Linked DNA regions of Sus scrofa: region 1 is linked to region 2. Evidence: chromatin contacts called from public HiChIP or PLAC-seq data. All regions are on one chromosome and are shown on one strand. Each heading gives the region's core, a stretch centred on a gene start, on an enhancer-like site or on the middle of the called end of the contact. The rest is flanking DNA. Distances are from core to core; before and after follow the strand shown. Region 1 overlaps ARID5B (AT-rich interactive domain-containing protein 5B). Region 2 overlaps ARID5B (AT-rich interactive domain-containing protein 5B).

Region 1 (2,988 bases), core at 459-2,958, 160 kb before region 2:
CTAAAATTGGTTTCTAACTAGGCAATTTGGATCTCAACTGCTTACAAATACACAACTGTTCAGGTTTGTGAGTACAGACGTGGGGACAGTTGTGATCAAAATAGTCTCCTCTTTAATAAAAGACCAAGTAAATTATGGGAAAATCAAATCCCAATTTATAGCATCTTAGAAACAACACTCACTTACTGAGCATGCTCGGACAAGGTATGTGCAAGGAGGCGTGAATAATAGTTTCGAGCCCTGCATCTGGCAGTGGGCCAGCCGTGAAGATCAGCACAGCCCATGGGGAATAGTTATCTTCAGATCCCATTACAAACTGAGTTTAAACATGTTACAGCTGCTAAAACTGGAAACTGTTCTCTCTATGTAGACTTACTAAAATAATATATGGCTGCCAAATACCTGCTTCCCACTGTAATATTACAGTTACTGTTTATGTAATAAAAAGCATAACTAAGCAGAAGAGAGAAAAAAAAAGCAATCCTGTTCATACTTGAATGTATTCTGTCTCATCTGTAAAGTCCCCAACATTCCCCCCTAATTGCTTTGATGTGCATGGTTCTGCCAGGGACTTTATCCCCTTCAACAGTGGCAGGTTGGGGATTTCTGTCCCAGAGTAAAATGCATTGACTATTTCAAATTAGAAAAAAACTATTTTAAACTGACTTTGAGGAAAACCTCTTTTTATTGTTAGGACAGATAGGTTTGTTGTACTTTTGTTTGGTTGCCATGAGAACCGCTCAAGCATTGAAGTCTGGGTATTCCAGTGGTTACTGTCTGTTGGCACCGCCCTCCATCCAACTCTATTCTCTAATCTACATGGTGACACCATGAGGGGCTCCTTTCAGCAAAAAGGACGACGACATCACCCCCCTGGCAAGGGGGTGAGAGGAAGCAGAGGACGGGGGTGGGAGGGCCACCAGGTCCTGACAGCCCTGGGCCAAGCCAGCTTTCTAGATGGGTGCTAAGGAAAATTGAATTTCTTAGACAGTTGTGCAAGTTCAAGAGGTAGGGCAACATTTCTATTCTTTTCCTTTCCTTCTTTTTTTTTTTTTTTTTTTTTCCCCTTCCCTTCACTCAACTCAGCAGCTGGCTGGCCGACAGCAGTAAAAAATACATTTCACTTTGCTGGTCAAAGGCCTAAAGCCAGAAGCAGGAAATCTGGAATTAAATGTTTCTTGTATCTGGAAAGAGGCATGACTAAGGTAAAACTGAATCCAAACACAAACCCTGCTTGTTCAAGGCTTCCAGAGGGAGTGTGCTTGTGAGTGAGTGAGTGTGTAGTCTGTGTGTGTGTGTAAAGGTCAATTGAGTGTTTTTTTTTCCCCTTCTAAATCACTGAAAGATAATTATAGTGGCTCAGGGAAAAAAAGGCTCCCAAAATAAAACAAGAAAGGCAGCAGCTAAAAGGAAACAAGTAGAAATATGACCAGCTAAGCCCTGAAGAATTGAGCGTGGTCTCACCCAGCTGAACAATCGCTGTTCATGTAGTGATTTCCGTTCAGTGCGATTTTCACTGAATGTTTTTTCAGTTATCCTGTCACGGTACAACACAATTACCCCACAGGATATGATCTTATCATCTGATTATTAGAAGTTTTTACAGTACAAGAGGACGAGAGCTATTACGGGTTTCTGAACATTTCAACATTTAACGTACACGCGATACCACTAAAGACAGGTTAGCCAACCTAAGGTCAACATGGCCCAACGCAGGAAGCATTGTATTGCATAAAGAATTTAGTCTAAAGCAACATGACTGTGCCTTGCAGATGACTATTCCTCAAATATTTGTAGTACAACAAAGATTTAATCAGCTTCTAAACTGTACAGATAAAAGCAAATAATGCACCCCAGCCCCTAAGAACTAATTACCCAGGAGAAATATTTTCAATGGGCTGCAACTCTTTAGAATGTGGTGTGGATTTCTGGTGGATGGAAGTGATGGGGAAGAGAAGCAATATATTCATTAGAAAATCCAGAGAGCTCCCCCCGCACCCCCTACATCTACATGTAGTCGGTGCATTGAAAGCTGGGTAGATAAATGGGCCTTTACTATTATCCTGATTTCACATTTCAGATTAGCAAAATGCTTATTTATGATGCCATTAATGGATCTGAAATAGGTAAGCCATCATGTATTAAAAAAAAAAATATCTTTCCATAGGCGTAAGATTTGTAGCAGCATGAGATTTTATTTTTCCCTAGGAATAATACAAGAATAACATTTTCCACCCCAAAGCAGAAACAGTAGGGGAGCCTTTTGCTATCACGGAGATTCTTATTAAATTCAGTCACTGTGAAAAGCAAGATTTTTTTTCTCCTCTTCCTCCTCCTCCTTTTATTTTTTTTTTAAATAAAGATGACTTAAAATCAACCCAAGTTAAAATTAACAAATCAATGGCATTATAACCTTGATTTATTAGTGTCTGAGCCACTAAATTATCATCATACAAGAAATTGCTGGTTTGAAAAGATTTCGGCTTTGTTAAATCTCAAGTTAAATAATGGTGCTCAGTATACTAGGTTTTTAGATCTGCCTCATCTGATATTATGAAAAATTCAATACATTTCTCTACAGCAGAAGTCAGAGGTCAGCAAATCTATTACTGTAATGTAAGTAATCTGGCAACCTGCCAAGTCTTTCTCCCTTTTATTATTTTTTTTAAACATGAAGGCAGATAATTTTATATTTACAAATTCTAAAATCCTCCAGGGCCTTGCCTCTCTCTCAACAAAAAGCAGCAGCCTCACATTTGAGAAATGTATATTGCACACGTCCTCATCATTTGCATTTCATACAAAAGAAGCAAAGACCCTTCATCTTTATTAGGCAACATCCTCCTCCCCTCCCCACAGGCAGAGGAAAAATAATGTCAAATCTCATCAGAACGAGTAACCACTAATGTCTCCTGTATTGATTAATGCTTGCATGGAATGACTGAACTTTTGGGCCAAAACATTTAGCAAACAGTACTTAAGAGAAAT
Region 2 (3,302 bases), core at 395-2,894:
ACCTTAAGTCAATGGTTTGAGCTAGGCTACCCTTCCTTTAGCCAAATTAACAGGGTATTAATGCTACAGTCTATTTTTTTAACTACTTTCAAGTTGCCATAATAAAAACTAGCTTGTCACCCATATACTTAGCTCTGGCCATTAAAACGTAAGCAAAAGGGGGGAGGGAAGAATTAGGAGGATGAGAATAATATATCTACACTACTGTATACATAGGTAATTAACAAGGACCTACTGTATAGCACAGGGAAATTTACTCAATAGTTTGTAAAAACCTATATGGAAAGAAAAAATGGATATATCTATATGTATAACGGATTCACTTTGCTGTACACCTGAAACATTGTAATACAACATTGTAAATCAACTATATTTCAGTAAAATCAAAAAATAAAAATAAGAAAAGTTTTTAAAAACCTAAGCAAAAGAAAATAAATGAGTCCAATTCTAATATTAAAGCTCGGATGAGTTACCTATAAGAATATTCTCTAAAAGCAAAAATAATAACAATAAAACCCACACTCAACCACTACCCAACCCAGATGTTCTAATATGCTGAGTGGCTTCAAACCGTTACTTTTACATTTCCTGACCTTTTTTTCCCACCTAGTTTTACAGACACCCTGCCCAGGTACAAAGTTCAGCAGGGCCCATGTTCCACAAAGACCCTAAAAGGAAGAAGAAAATTCTTTGCTCCTGGTGATATACGAAATCACAGTGGGAGCCGTCTGATTTATTCAAGGTTATTGGTGAACTGGCATAGAATCTTGATATGGGGCTGTCACTAACGAGAAGAGCAGTCTTCACAGAGAATCAAGAGCCTTATGCCTATTTAGAACACTTTAAATGTAGGAACCAAAGAAATCTTCCTGTTTTGTGTAGACTTTATTTAACCATAAACATATGATTTAGACATGCTCCCTCTTGTTAAAACATTTTTTTGTGCTCTGTTCACTTAGCACAGTTCACATTATTATCCTCACATGTACAATGGCAGTGGAATAATTTGAGACCCACAGCTTTATTTAATAATGTAATTATCCTATATTGGATTACTTAAAGGGGCTTTGTATTTTCAAGTTCTAGTTTTTCCCATGCTGGTGATATGCTCTGCCACAGTAAATGATTCAGGCTTCAATCAAAAGCTCTATACTCGGTTTGGAAAAATATTGAGTGTTTCTGAATAAGCCAGGATTAACATAAGAGCCAATTTGCAACCACAGCTGGTGACCTTTCTACTCCTATTCAAAGACTGTGGTGTGGAGCCCAACACAGGGGACAGACCTGAGCAATACAACTCTTCTGGTACCTCAGAGGGGGTTGTGTAAACCAGAGAGGAAAGCCCAAGTTTTCCTCAAGGTAAGCTGTCTGAAGGCAGGGCTGTAACTTGCCTTCCATGCCTCTGATCTCCTACATACTCCAAGGGGTAGCTTAACGAATGAATGCATAGTGAGTGAAAGAATGCTGTTGGGCATTCTGACAAAACAGTTGTAAAAGAGAACCCAGAAGGAGCCACCACAAGCTGAGCATTCACAAACTGAACTTCATGGGATTATGTCTGAGCTCTCCCCCAACTCAGCTCAATCTAACCAATTAATTTGCTTTGTGCCAGGCACTGGGCTGAGTCAGCCATCTCCATGGGGTATCAGCCATGGAGAGATAAGGATGAGTAAGACACTGGTGCTGCCCTTCAGAAACACACACTGCCCAGGGTCTCCTGTTCCTTGCCTGGGGAATAAAGGGTACTTTTCTCCCTCTCCTTTGCCAGAGGATCCAATCATTCTTTCATTCTCAATGTCCTGAGCATCTAGCCCACATTTCTCTAGGAACAGCTGGGGACTGGGAAAGAACTGCGGTCTGGTGGGGGTGGGAGACAGAGGACATGGACCTCACCTAAGTGTGACTTACAGAAAGAGAAACTGTTCTAAGTGATTTCATTCATTCAGCACATATTTACTGGGAACTGACTATACATCAGGCATTGGGATGACAGTCAGGAATTAAAATAGAGAAGAAGCCCTACCTTCCTGGAGCCTACAATTGGGTGTGTGTGTTGGGGATGTGGGGAGCCAGAATAAAATCTGAGACAAAAGAATTATAAGAGTCAGTAATGGGAGACAAGGGTAGAACTAGGGATGATGTCCAGTCAGATGGTCAAGAAAGGTCTCTGTTGACACCCTAAAGAAGAGGAGGTCCTAGTGAGGTTGAGAGGAAAGGGAGGTGGGGGAAGAACACAAGGCACTGCCCTTGGAGGGAACTGGGGATACAAAGGCACCAGGAGGGACATTGTACAAAGAAAAATTCAAGGGTTTAAAAAAAAAAAAAAAAGGAAAAAACACACAACATACATACATCTTAGAGCTGATGTATGCTCCTAAATTTGAATCCAGACTCCTTTTCTCTAACTTTCCAGCAGACTTAGCATGGAAGCTACCCCCATACATCAATGTCCATGATTAAAAATGGGCCAGAATCTGCTTAATGCCACCTTTTCATCAAACATTTAATGCCTACAGAAGTATGTTTTGAGCACTTAATTAGAAACGAAGTTGCAGCTTCCCTAAAAGAGAAATAGATGAGTTTTCCCATGAAACAGCTGATATCTAGAGAATTTAAAAGATGGAAGGCCAGCTGCCCCCTGACATATGCACAAAGTTGAAGGGTGGCTAGGAGACCCATGTCTCCTATTGATACACTCATGAGAAACACAAATGAGCCAATGATGCCTTTCATTTAGATGTTCAGGTCTTTACATGGACATATGTCCACCTGATTTAATGCCCCTCCTTCAACCACTGTGCATCAAACATACCCATGGTCTTATGTACTTAGGAGCCCGTTTAATTATATCAGCAATAGGGTCCTCTTTCCCCACTCTCTGCAGATAATCGTCAAACCAGACGAAATGCCCTTTCCAGCAAAACTCCCAGATTCACTGATCCAGATACTAGGTTTAAGAATGACCCAATGTAACTTGTTGACATGCTTGAAGACTAACAAATCTTTAAAAGATTAAAGCAATCTGCTATAGATGACTATGTACATCATCTATAATTAAATGCCCAGAAGAGTGGGGAGGTGTTTGGAAGGAACCACTCAAGGAGAATACATAATGAAAGGAAAAAGGGAAAAAAGCAGGACATGCTTAGAAGACTACCTTTCAACCATCATCAGACTAGCTTTGTAATAATTGGTTCCACTTCTGATTGTAATGGGCAGCCTTTAAGATGGTGCCCAAATGAGTTCCCTGGTGGTCTCATGGTTAGGATTCGGCACTTTCACCACTGCAGGCCTGGGTTTAG

The links. HiChIP or PLAC-seq counts read pairs in DNA pulled down with a chosen protein or histone mark.
Region 1: an H3K27ac HiChIP or PLAC-seq map of alveolar macrophages shows a contact between it and region 2. The contact joins two enhancer-like sites. A contact is called at or near these places in 4 of 47 Hi-C or Micro-C datasets (embryonic fibroblasts, mesenteric adipose tissue, retroperitoneal adipose tissue and 1 more) and 1 of 2 datasets of contacts at active chromatin or transcription factors (alveolar macrophages).

The regions. Positions count from the first base shown.
Region 1 is chr14:65,584,606-65,587,593 of Sscrofa11.1, reverse strand. All of the region lies in intron 8 of ARID5B (AT-rich interactive domain-containing protein 5B), which reads right to left. Among named protein-coding and RNA genes, the nearest start is that of MIR9836, 160 kb to the left of the region's middle. Within about 2 kb of position 1,708, at least 41 of the 83 cell types and tissues checked have an H3K27ac peak or open chromatin away from gene starts, as enhancers often do. A contact at or near this core is called in alveolar macrophages, where this site is marked.
Region 2 is chr14:65,427,988-65,431,289 of Sscrofa11.1, reverse strand. The region is part of intron 2 of ARID5B (AT-rich interactive domain-containing protein 5B); the gene reads right to left. Among named protein-coding and RNA genes, the nearest start is that of ARID5B, 21 kb to the right of the region's middle. Within about 2 kb of position 1,644, at least 4 of the 83 cell types and tissues checked have an H3K27ac peak or open chromatin away from gene starts, as enhancers often do. A contact at or near this core is called in alveolar macrophages, where this site is marked.